Regions from separate parts of the Mus musculus genome. Here regions 1 and 3 are each linked to region 2. Evidence: chromatin contacts called from public promoter capture Hi-C data. All regions are on one chromosome and are shown on one strand. The core of a region is the stretch at or near the end of the contact, and the rest is flanking DNA. Distances in the headings are between cores, read along the strand shown.

What was found. Promoter capture Hi-C pulls out the DNA fragments that hold promoters and counts their contacts.
Region 1: a contact with region 2 is called in a promoter capture Hi-C map of the 3T3-L1 cell line, with 5 times the contacts expected there.
Region 3: a contact with region 2 is called in a promoter capture Hi-C map of cranial neural crest. A contact is called at or near these places in 1 of 39 promoter capture datasets (cranial neural crest) and 1 of 9 other capture datasets (macrophages).

Annotation. Positions count from the first base shown.
Region 1 is chr19:34,638,938-34,642,559 of GRCm38.p6, forward strand. Ifit1 (interferon-induced protein with tetratricopeptide repeats 1) reads left to right here and starts at 1,952. Exons shown (of 2, transcript NM_008331.3): 1 at 1,952-2,050. The coding sequence starts at 2,046. It also overlaps a transcript of Ifit1bl1 not described here and a transcript of Ifit1bl2 not described here.
Region 2 is chr19:36,924,387-36,927,935 of GRCm38.p6, forward strand. It overlaps Btaf1 (B-TFIID TATA-box binding protein associated factor 1), which reads left to right and starts at 1,693. Exons shown (of 38, transcript NM_001080706.1): 1 at 1,693-2,015. The coding sequence starts at 2,002.
Region 3 is chr19:34,548,953-34,552,480 of GRCm38.p6, forward strand. Ifit2 (interferon-induced protein with tetratricopeptide repeats 2) reads left to right here and starts at 1,742. Exons shown (of 3, transcript NM_008332.3): 1 at 1,742-2,070.

The DNA of each region.
Region 1 (3,622 bases), core at 702-3,201, 2.3 Mb before region 2:
AGCGAGGGCTGTCTCTACCTTTGTTACTCCCTTTCAGTCTCTTTTTGCTAGCTGGGCTGCCTTGTCTGGCCTCTGTGGGAGAGGAAGCTCTGAGTCCTGCTGCAACTTGATGGGCTGGGGGTGGGGGTGGGTGGTAGTACCCATGGGACATAGGGGCCTTCCCTTGTCAGAGGAGACAGGGAAGAAGGAATAGCCATGGAGGGTGTGATGGTGGAACTGGGCAGCAGTCAGAATGTAAAACAAACAAACAAGCAAACAAACAAACAAAAAGAAAGAAAAAATGAAAAACAAAAGAGAAAAAGGCAATTTTGAGTTAAGAGCCTTATTAACACAATCCTTTCAACCCTGTCCATTTTTAAGTGTTTTAATATTATATTTCAGTGAAGTGTGTAGCCGGTATGTGTATGGGTGAGTGTGTATGTGTGTAACTGTGTTTTTGTTAGTGTGTCTGTGGGGGTGGTGTTATGACATTCGTGTGAAGTCATGTTAGAACACTCTAGATTTAGTTCTTCTCTGCCAGCACGGAGTCAGGGGACTGAACCCAGGAGTCAGGCTTGATAGCAAACACTTTAACTCTCTAACATATACCTAGTTATCTGACTGACACATAACTCTAGGTTCTCTAAAATTAAACTTTACTGGAGAAAGTGACCAGAGGGCCAACTCCTGTCTTGGTGTCAGCTGATGGGGGGGGGGGGTTAGGGCTGTACCTACCTGGTCAAAGATAACTCTCAGGAGAGGCTAGCACTATATCAAGGAGATGGGATTAGATGTTTAACTTCTTTCAATATTTTTAATATATGGAGGTGAGAAGGATGAGCTGAATTTGAGGACCTAGACATCAAAGGTCAGGATAAGGAACTAGACAGCAATAAAGGCTGAGATTACAGGTTAACCAAGACAACAGACTAAAGTATTTGACCTCAACCTGAAACAGTGTGAGCCCCACTGTCTGTAGTTCCCTAGATTGCTATTAGCCCTTAAAATGGTATTTATTTTACGTGTATGAACACACTGTAGTTGTCTTCAGACACACCAGAAGAGGGCATTTAATCCTATTACAGATACTTGTGAGCCACCATGTGGTTGCTGGGAACTGAACTCAAGACCTCTAGAAGAGCAGTGAGTGCTCTTAACCACTGACCCATCTAGTAGCCTTGCTATTAGTGGGATAGCATCAAGGCTCTGAATAACCATCACCCTTTAGGGATTCCATGTTTGGTTCTTGTTAACATGACTATGATTGGTGGAAAGAACCCTTTAGAGTCACCTCAGGAGAAGTTAACACAAAGCATGGCTCTACAGCTCTCTGGGCAATGGGAAACTGTCCTGGTTTATAAAGACTGTATTCCTAAGGCTTCGGATAGGCTGGGAAGCTATGGACCAGTCAATGCAGGTGAATAATGACATCTGTGGAAGATGCTAAGGATAGACACACAACAAACCAGCTAGTATCTTCTTCCACTTCCACAATGCATGAGAACTCACTCTTCCAGTCCCAAACTTTCCCTTTGCCATCCTAAGACCCCCTAGTGCCACATGGGAAAGTCTCACTTCCAAGGAGGAACTGCAGACCTTCAGTTGCTTGGAAGAAAGAACAACACTGCTTCTGAAGATGCCAGTCTGCTTTCCATTTTATCTGTATCACCTCCATCAGCCCCTACCTAACAGATAAGAGTCTCTGGGTGGCAGGGATGTCTCACTCTCTCTCTCTGGACAGCAGTCTGGATCCGACATGTCTGTATCCGTTTCAGAGCCTTCTCCTCATCGATTTCAGTGGAGAATGCAGTAGGGCAAACCCCACAGTGCCCCACAGTGCGTCTCCCTGGATAAACTGCAGGCTTCAGTTTCACTTTCCAGTCTCAGTTTCAGTTTCTCACTGCTGACTGAAAAGAGCACACCCCCTAGCTCACCCAGCCCTTTAAAAAAAACCTGAGCTTCCAGTTGGTGTGACAGTCTGCAAGAGAGCAGAGAGTCAAGGCAGGTTTCTGAGGAGTTCTGCTCTGCTGAAAACCCAGAGAACAGCTACCACCTTTACAGCAACCATGGGGTAAGGATTTCCCTGTTCTCCACTCTGAGGGAACCCAGGACACAGACGTTTGCTAGTGGCTGTTTCTGAGTGTGCCTCTAGCTTCTCTTTCTACTGCTGATGGGGAACAAGGATGCTAATTGTCCTGAGGGTCCAGGGAGTTTGCTTAATGCCCCCACTAAGCTGTGTGCCTGGTGCTGGATGTGTGACTGGAAGCTTGTTTTGATTTTTAAGGCTGTCTCACAGCATGTAGTAGGACGTACCTGGGAGAGAATTTAGTGCATGCTCGGCTCACAAACAAAGATGATTACCAAACAGGCCCTCTGGAATGGAATAAAGGACCACCAGTGCCCACTTGGTGCTCCAAAAGTGAGCAGCAGGTTAGAGTATGCTCCTTCTGATCTTCTGAGGACATAGTCCTTAGAATGTTCCAGCATGTCCTCAGAATCTTCCAGCCTATCCCTCAATGGACCTCTTGAAATGCTGTTCAAGCTTTCTGTTCCAGGCGCATTCATTCCCATCCCTGGCTGGCTAAACAAATAGCCAGGGCAACACCTCTCTCTCTCTCTCTCTCTCTCCCTCCCTCCCTCTCTCCCTCCCTCCCTCCCCGCGCCCCCCCCCCCCCCAGGATTAAGAAACAAAAATGTGTCAATTCTATTCTCTCTGACAAGAGGTATTAAAACCTTTTGGCCAAGAAACTAAATATATATGAATAAATATATATGAATATATGTTATATAAAGCCATGTCAGGAAGTTTGATAAGGTAGAGCAAGTAGAGACCCAGAGACTCGGTGGGCACACAACTGAGGCTTAGGGTATGGTGGGTAAAAGTTCTATACCTGAGTCAAGGGCCCCACACATCACCAGGAAGATAATGTGATTGATACAGTACCACCAACCAGTGGTTCCAGATTTAATAGATGGTGCATGGGGCACTACATCACACCCTGAGCCTGAGTATGGAGATATGGAACATCTGTGTTTTGCAACTGTTCAGAGGAATAGAGCATATAACTAACAAGAAAAAAGGCTCTCCTGCCTACCTCTGAGACCTAGGGAATCAGGTCACCTCTGATCCCTTGAGCCTGTGGGCCCCCTACTCCTATTGCCCTTCTGAAGTCAATTGGTCCAGAAGGTAAGAAGAAGTTTGGTAAGGTAGAGCAGATGCTATGCATAGGTGCATGTACCTCCACCTCAAGACAGAGAGCCCAGAAGGATCCTTGTGAGCCTCCCAGTCAAGGCAGACCTTCCTGGGCTACTGCTGTCCAGTTTTCAGAGTCCTCTGAGCTGTCCTGACAAAATCTTTATTTCCCATAAGGTGCAGGTACAATCTCTAATTCCAACTGTGGGATGCTGTAGCCAGGGAAAGCAAAGTAAAGCCAGATTGAATCTGATGCCCCTGGGTCAGGATTAATCTATTCCTACAGAAGCTTGTCCAGCATCTTAAAGTGCTCTGGAAAAGAAGGAGTAACTATGAATTTGGTTATGAGAGAGAGAGTGAGAGAGAGAGAGACAGACACAGACACAGACACAGACACAGAAATAGGGAAAGACAGATGATGGGGTCTCTGAGAATGCTGTGGCCAACAGA
Region 2 (3,549 bases), core at 443-2,942:
CAACACAAAATGAAATCAAAGTCAGTAGTTAAGAGCACATGACTGGTCCAGAGTGCCTGAGTTCAATTCTCTCAGGAAGCTCCAACCACCTGTAACTTCAGCTCCAGGAATTTTAGATAGTCTCTGGCCCCCTGGCCTCTGTAGGCAGAAGCTACACACATACACATTTTTTAAAAATCTATTGCCTTTGGGGAAAAAAACCAAGTTGATAACAATAGGCCTTTCCTCTCTTCAAAGCTTTAGACTATATATATATGTATATATATATATATGTGTGTGTGTGTGTGTATACATACATATATATGTGTGTGTGTATATATGTGTATATATATATATATATATATACATATATATAGTTTTATTTATATGAGTACACTGTCCCTCTCCTCAGACACACCAGAAGAGAGCATCAGATCCCATTACAAATGGTTGTGAGCCACCATGTAGTTGCTGGGAATTGAACTCAGGACCTCTGGAAGAACAGCCAGCATTCTTAACTGTTGAGCCATCTCTCCAGCCCTGGACCTATATTTTTTGATACTAGGGAAAACATATAGAAAATGTAAACTAGATCATTTCTCTTGCTCAAAACACTCTTCTATACTTCGTATAGAACCCAAATCCTGGGCTTCTAGCCCCACCGTGGAAAAACATCACACTACTTTATAGCTTTGCCTTGTAATGTAAGGGGTAATGTTAGTCACCTGTGCAATACTTTAGCAAGTACTTAGTTCATCTTTTCCTATACAGATCTATTTTACAGTTCACCAAGTTCTTGTGAACTTTCCTGGGTTCATGACATCCCTCCCCACCTTCCACAACCTTTTACAGTGCTTCTCATCATACAGATGACAAGCAGACTCAAAGCCTGAGACATAACTTCTAAATAGGTAACAAGAAGCTAGTGGGCATGTTTTATAAGGAAGGGCGACAGGACAGGTGCTTTTGATGATTAATCTGTCAGTGGCCTATAAACTGGGCTTGCCGAAACTAGAGAAATACTAGTTTGACTACTGGCATTAAAAACAAATTCTAAGGCTATGGTAGTTTACAGAGGAGTGTTTGGCAGTGGAGGGACGGAAGGAGGAAAAGACGGGAAGAAGGGTGATAGGCCTAGGCAAAATCATTAGCAGTCCCTTCACCATTTATGCAGAACTTAATGGTAAATAATAGTAAACACACACTTGAGCCTCCTCCCACCCTCTTCCTCGCGGAACCACACTGCAAATTCTTGGCCCGGAGATTGCTTTGTAGCCCAGACTGACCCCCAATTTCACAATCTGCTGCCTCAGCCTCCCAGGTGCTAGGATTATAGGCCTGCACCACCCTAGCCAGCCCTCGGCAGTGTTTCCTTCTTGACTTCATCCCGCCCACAGCATCGCGACCTGGGCCGGAGTCTCCTTTCTCCAGTTTGTTCCTGTTTGGAAGCCGCCTAGCTGGGTAGTAGGGTCAGGATGGAGAGAGCACTTAGAGACCGAGGTTTGGAACTTTCGGAACTTTAGCTAGGTGATCTTTATCGCTCTCTGGAAGATCAAGACCTCTTTCCGTTTCTCCCATTAATCTTAAAGACTGGGAGCCGGGCTCCCGATCCACGCTGCCAACCCGCTCCCACTGCCGCGGGGCGCTGCTACATTCCGCTCGCCGGCAGGGAGTGGGGATGGGGGGGGGGGGAAAACGTGCCGGTGACGTCACTTCCGGCGTGCAGACGCTAAGTCCGGCGTGCCGGCGTCTGCGTCAGCAGAGAGCGGGGCTGGGGGCACCCGGTTTGAAGTGGTGCGGGTCAGAGCGGCGCCGCCTCCGCCCGTGTGTGGGACCCTGGTCGCTGCGGAGACGAGCTCCGGTGGCCGGCACATGCCGGAAGGCCCGTGCGGGCCGCTCCACGCCGCGCCGCCTGCCGCCCTGCGCCCGGCGGCCTGGGCCTGCGCCGCTCTGCTCGGGAAACGAACGCCGGAGCGGCGCGGCGTGTAGCTCCCTGAGAGTTCCGAACCGCCGGCGCCGGCCATGGCGGTCTCCAGGTGGGTGTCGCCGCCCGTCAGCTAACGGGGAGCGCGCGCGGGCGGGCGGGCGAGGCTGTCGGTCGGCTCCCGGCGCGACGGTGCGGGGCGTGAGCGCTGCTTCTCGTTCGCTCGCCCAGACTTCCGAGGCTTCCCTCGGCTGGCAGGCGCTTTGGGCTCGGGTTACCCGGAGAAGTCGGCTCACGAAGCGCTTTTTCTCCTGGTTAAATGTGACTCGGCGCGTTCGATCTGGCTTTTTTTTTTTTTTCTTTTTTCCTTTTTTCTTTTTTCTTCACCACGTTGCTCCTCTTTGGTTTCTCTTCCCTCTTTGAATTTCTAGGCGAGTTTCTTTTCTTTTTCTTTCGTAGTATCAAAGTCTGTTCCCAAACCACCATTTCACGGCAAAACTTGGTAGTAACTGTCGATGGAGGCGGGGGTTGAAACACTGTTATCTAAGAGACCATCTGGTTATGCTAAATTTTAAAAAAAATTTACAGCGTAACGGGTATAGTCTTGCTCACTTTTTTCTTGAGGTCTAATTCCTCCTTTTTGTTAAGCAGTAAGTATTCTGTCAATCAGCGTGTGGTCTTAAGCAGATGACTATTTTAGCATCTTTCCCCAAGCGTTATCACAGATCTTAAATTATTGTAAAATTTTGCCCACGTGGAAGAGTCTGGGAAAATTATGGAAAGACGTATAAACATTTAACTTGTGTAGCTTCTGATGATAGAATGAGTTGAAAACTTGGAAATGATTTTGGTGTCCCGCTGACGTTTAAGTCGTCGGGATGGTCTCTCCGTGTTTAGTCATTAAGAGTTACCAAAGTCCTTTAGGGATGATGAGATAATGAGAATTGAGTCCTTTCACCAAATGGACTGAGGGAGATAAATGACGAAAATAAACAGCTTTCACTAATTTTTCGAAATTAGTTGAACACATTCCTTTATGCACACTCTTATAAGGAAGGAGTAACCCAAGTCACACACTCCCTAGGTAACTGATGAAATAGTGTGTGGGAGAATCCCATGGGAGCTGAGTGAAGGGAGTTGCTAGGTACTGGTAGTAGGGACAGCTAATTTTTATTTCATAAGCAGACTTAGTGGGAGAAAGACTCTTATTTCAGCACCTATGAAACTGCTTTAAGAGAATACAAGTGGCATTTATTTCTGCAAGTACAGATAGATTTATCTTATAATTTATCTTCCATGTAAATGCATAAATATATACACCAGAAATATGTTGGTACATGAGCATGAGATTTAAAGTCTCTTTTCTGTCTTCTCTTTCTTCTTTGAGACAAGGGGCTCATGTAGCCCAGGCTAGCCTCGAACTCAGAAGGAGCTTTGGTTCTGGGATTAGAGATGTGGTGTTACCTGGCCTTCTCAGGGTTTTTTAATTTAAGGGAATTAGTACTTCCTTTCGTGAAGTAGGTTTATATTTGTACAATGTTGGAAAGCGTTATAGAGGCAAAATGATAGTGCTTTAAAAAAATTGATCTTTTTCGCTTAGCACTAATCTATAGATCCAACTTTTGAAAGAAAGAGTGGGCTTTAAA
Region 3 (3,528 bases), core at 492-2,991, 2.4 Mb before region 2:
TTCCTCTCTTAAAACCATAAAGAATGGCTTGGGGGTCAGAGTGGGACAATAAATACAATTGTACTTATAAGACGAGCAGCATTGTGTTTGCCTGCCAGGAAAGGGGTCCTGTAGAAATATCCTACAAAGAAATGACGGTCCTGGTCCTTCGAGTCAACGCTGCGCTCTTTGAGAAGGTTCTCCAAAGCCCGCACAAATTTCATACCAACAGGAGGAATCCCTTCTGTTCAAATTGATTGATGATCTCTCCCACAAGCTCCCGCTGGAGCCCACCAGGCCTGATGGTAATGAAGGTACACTCACCGTTGGTCATGTGTGCTGTGGTCTGGGAGGGACTGAATGTTGTGAAGACAGTCTCGGTGATGCTAACAGAGACCAACCCCACTCACTCTAAGCCTGTGACCATCCGAGGAGACTTTTGCATCCAAGTTGGTAAGAATGGTTCTGTAGAGAGCCCAGCTTGTGGTTTCAGCCCAAGGAGCTGGTGGACTTCAAGAGTTGTGCACAGGACTGGATCTATGAGTGACAGGAAGGCCCCTGCTTTGCCACCTTCTGACCCCTGTTCCCACAGGCAGGGGACCAGCAACTCTAGATATTTCTGGATCTTCCTTTGGCCTTTAGGGATCCTCTGGGAGCTGTGACTCCCTGTGTAGTGTTAAGTACCACTATTAGATTAAAATGTCTCATCGCCTGTGAAGAGAAGGAGGAGGAGAGGGAGGGGGAGGGGGAGGGGGAGGGGGGGGGACTCAATTTAGAAGAGAAACTAAATTGACAAGACCGAAGTGTTTAACCACCAGGCAACAGGGAGGGGTATGATGGATCCTTAGAATGACAGTTCACTGCTAAAACTCTTCCTTTCCCCATCCCCTATCTCCTTTCAGTCCTAGGGACAGAAGCCAGTGTCATGGGCAAGAGCTCTGTCACTGAGCTACATCCTAGCCTTGGAACCTCACTTTCTTTTAAAGGACTTTGAATGTCATTATCTTTCATTCTATCCATCTATCTGGATCTATATCTATCTATCTATCTATCTATCTATCATCCATCCATCCATTTATCAAGGGTGCCACACGGAGGTCAGAGGACCACTTGCAGGAGTCGATTTTTACTTTCCCTGGGATTAAAATCCCATCCCAGCTCAGATCCTAGGGCTTAAAGTCAAGTGATATAAGCCCCTGAAGTCATCTCCCCTAAGCCAGTTGAGTCTCAATTTCAATTTAAATCCAGGAATTCAATTCAGGATCATGTCCCTCACTAAGATGGACTATTAGGAAACTGGAAATGAGTGAACCATCCTCTAAGAATCAACTAGGTATTATCTCTGCTGTCCAGAATATTACAGTCTGCGAATTAATCCGCTTCAGTTAGCAACATCAGTAAACATTAAAAATAGGAAAGGACAGAAAAGGATCCTGTCTGGTCTTGCATTGTGCAAGGAGAATTCTATGCTAGAGCTGGGCTGGAGCACCAAGACCCAGAGGCTGGAAAATTCATGGGAGCTTCCTGGAAGAATGGATAAAACCGTCTCTCTCCCAATTCCGGAAGTATTTCTGCTGCAAACTCTCAAATTTAGCATCTAGGGATAATAAAGCTAAAAGCGGCGGAGAAGGGCACCCTCTGGCGACAATAGCAGGACACAGTGGGAGGAAGCAGCGCTAAGATGGAGTACCACCCCAAAACAAAGCTCCCTGGGAGCTGTAGTCGAGCCAGGTTGCCTGGGTGAGTGCAGTTTCCCGCCCTTAGTGATGTGGGGACCCAGCGAGATGGAGCTCACTTTAGGAAACAGCGGGGAGTCCCCCAAAGGACTAAGGTATTCCAGCCACACCCGACTAACGCTGCAAATATGTAGGAAAGAGAGTGAAGCAAGATATTTTTAATGAGTAGCCCTGTCTAGTAGTAGATCCCTCAAAGCACCAAGTGTGGGTAGGGGTTACATCCGGCACCCGGCAGTCAGGAGTCATTGGCCACGCACCCTTCGCCAGCGTCCATTCTGCCGAAAAGCAAGTTCTGGCCTTCTGCAGTTAATGCTTTTTTACCCATCAGCAAGATGCACCAAGATGAGACTTAGAGGTAGGTGGTCGTCGCTCTTAAATGTGGGTGGACGCAACTTTTGTTTTCCTGGGCTGTCCACTAGGGGCGCGTGGTGGACTCTGGGTCCTAAGCTATATATCTAGTCACTCTTTTATCCAGAACCCACCCTCAGCTCACTCAAAGGCTTTCAAAAACAGCTTTTTTTTTTTTTTACTTCCGGTTGTTTATTTGAGAAGGAATGCACCAGAAATTACAGAAACCTTTTTAATGTCCCACAACCTCTCAACTCTGTAAGTCTATTAACATGTTATTGTGTAATGGTCTCTCCCCCTCCCCAACCTCCCTGTGTTCCTCAGGTTTGGTGTTTTAAAATGACAGCTGATGTAGGAATTCCTCTCTGTGGAGATAGAGTGGACACAATGAATTTCTTTCTTCCCCCCCCTCCCCCTCCCTCGCCCTCTCCCTGCCCCCCTTCTCTCTCTCTCTCTCTCTCTCTCTCTCTCTCTCTCTCTCTCTTCTTTCTTTCTTTCTTTCTTTCTTTCTTTCTTTCTTTCTTCCTTCCTTCCTTCCTTCCTTCCTTCCTTCCTTCCTTCTTTCTTTCTTTCTTTCTTTCTTTCTTTCTTTCTTTCTTTCTTTCTTCTTTCTAAAATATTTTCTGGATTTAAATGTTGGTAAAGGAAGAAGAGAGGTAAACGTTAGAAGTAGGGACTGGGAATCTCAAATTAGGGTGCAGTTCAGAGATGAAGAAGGCACAATGAGGTATTTGTGTCCTCATGAGGAAAGTATTTGGGAGTGCTGAAAGCAAGCAGTGTAAATAGCATCAGGACAGCAACTGCTCAGGAGGCCATGCGCCTGAATCACACTTATACTTCAGTAAAATGTTAACAAAGACTCCGAGACAACAGAAGGAAAAATTAGAACACGTTGGCACCCTGAGAAGTGTGCTATTCAAAAGAGTAAGGCAGTGGCTGAAAAGACCATGCAGGAGGAGATAGGACCATCAAGATACTCTGAGCATGAAAAATACACAGGGTCATAGAACAAGGGTTAACAAACTGCCACCCGGAGGCCAGCTTGCTATTTGCTTCTATAAATGAAGTTTTATTGGATCAGGTGCTCTCTTACGCTGCAACAGCAGACTGGACTAGTTGCTCACAAAGCCAGAGAAAATATTTATTATTTGGCCCTTAACAGGGTCCAGAACATCATGATGGCCATGGTTCAAATTCCTGGGATGCTTGAAACATGAGGGCTAGTAACTACTCGTGACTGCTAAAGCAGGGACACACATGGTTGTTTGCTTTGCCGCTGTTTAAAAGAGTTCAGTAGTTTTCCTTTGAGATGTACTTTAATTTAACAATGAAAACGGTTCTAAAGTAAAGGGCTGTCTCTGGTCTTGCATTCTTCTAGAAGAATATCTGTATACTTGCTGCTGTCAGTTGCTTGTGCTAGAGAACATGGTAAACTCAGTTTTTAATGCTCAGAAGAAAATGATAA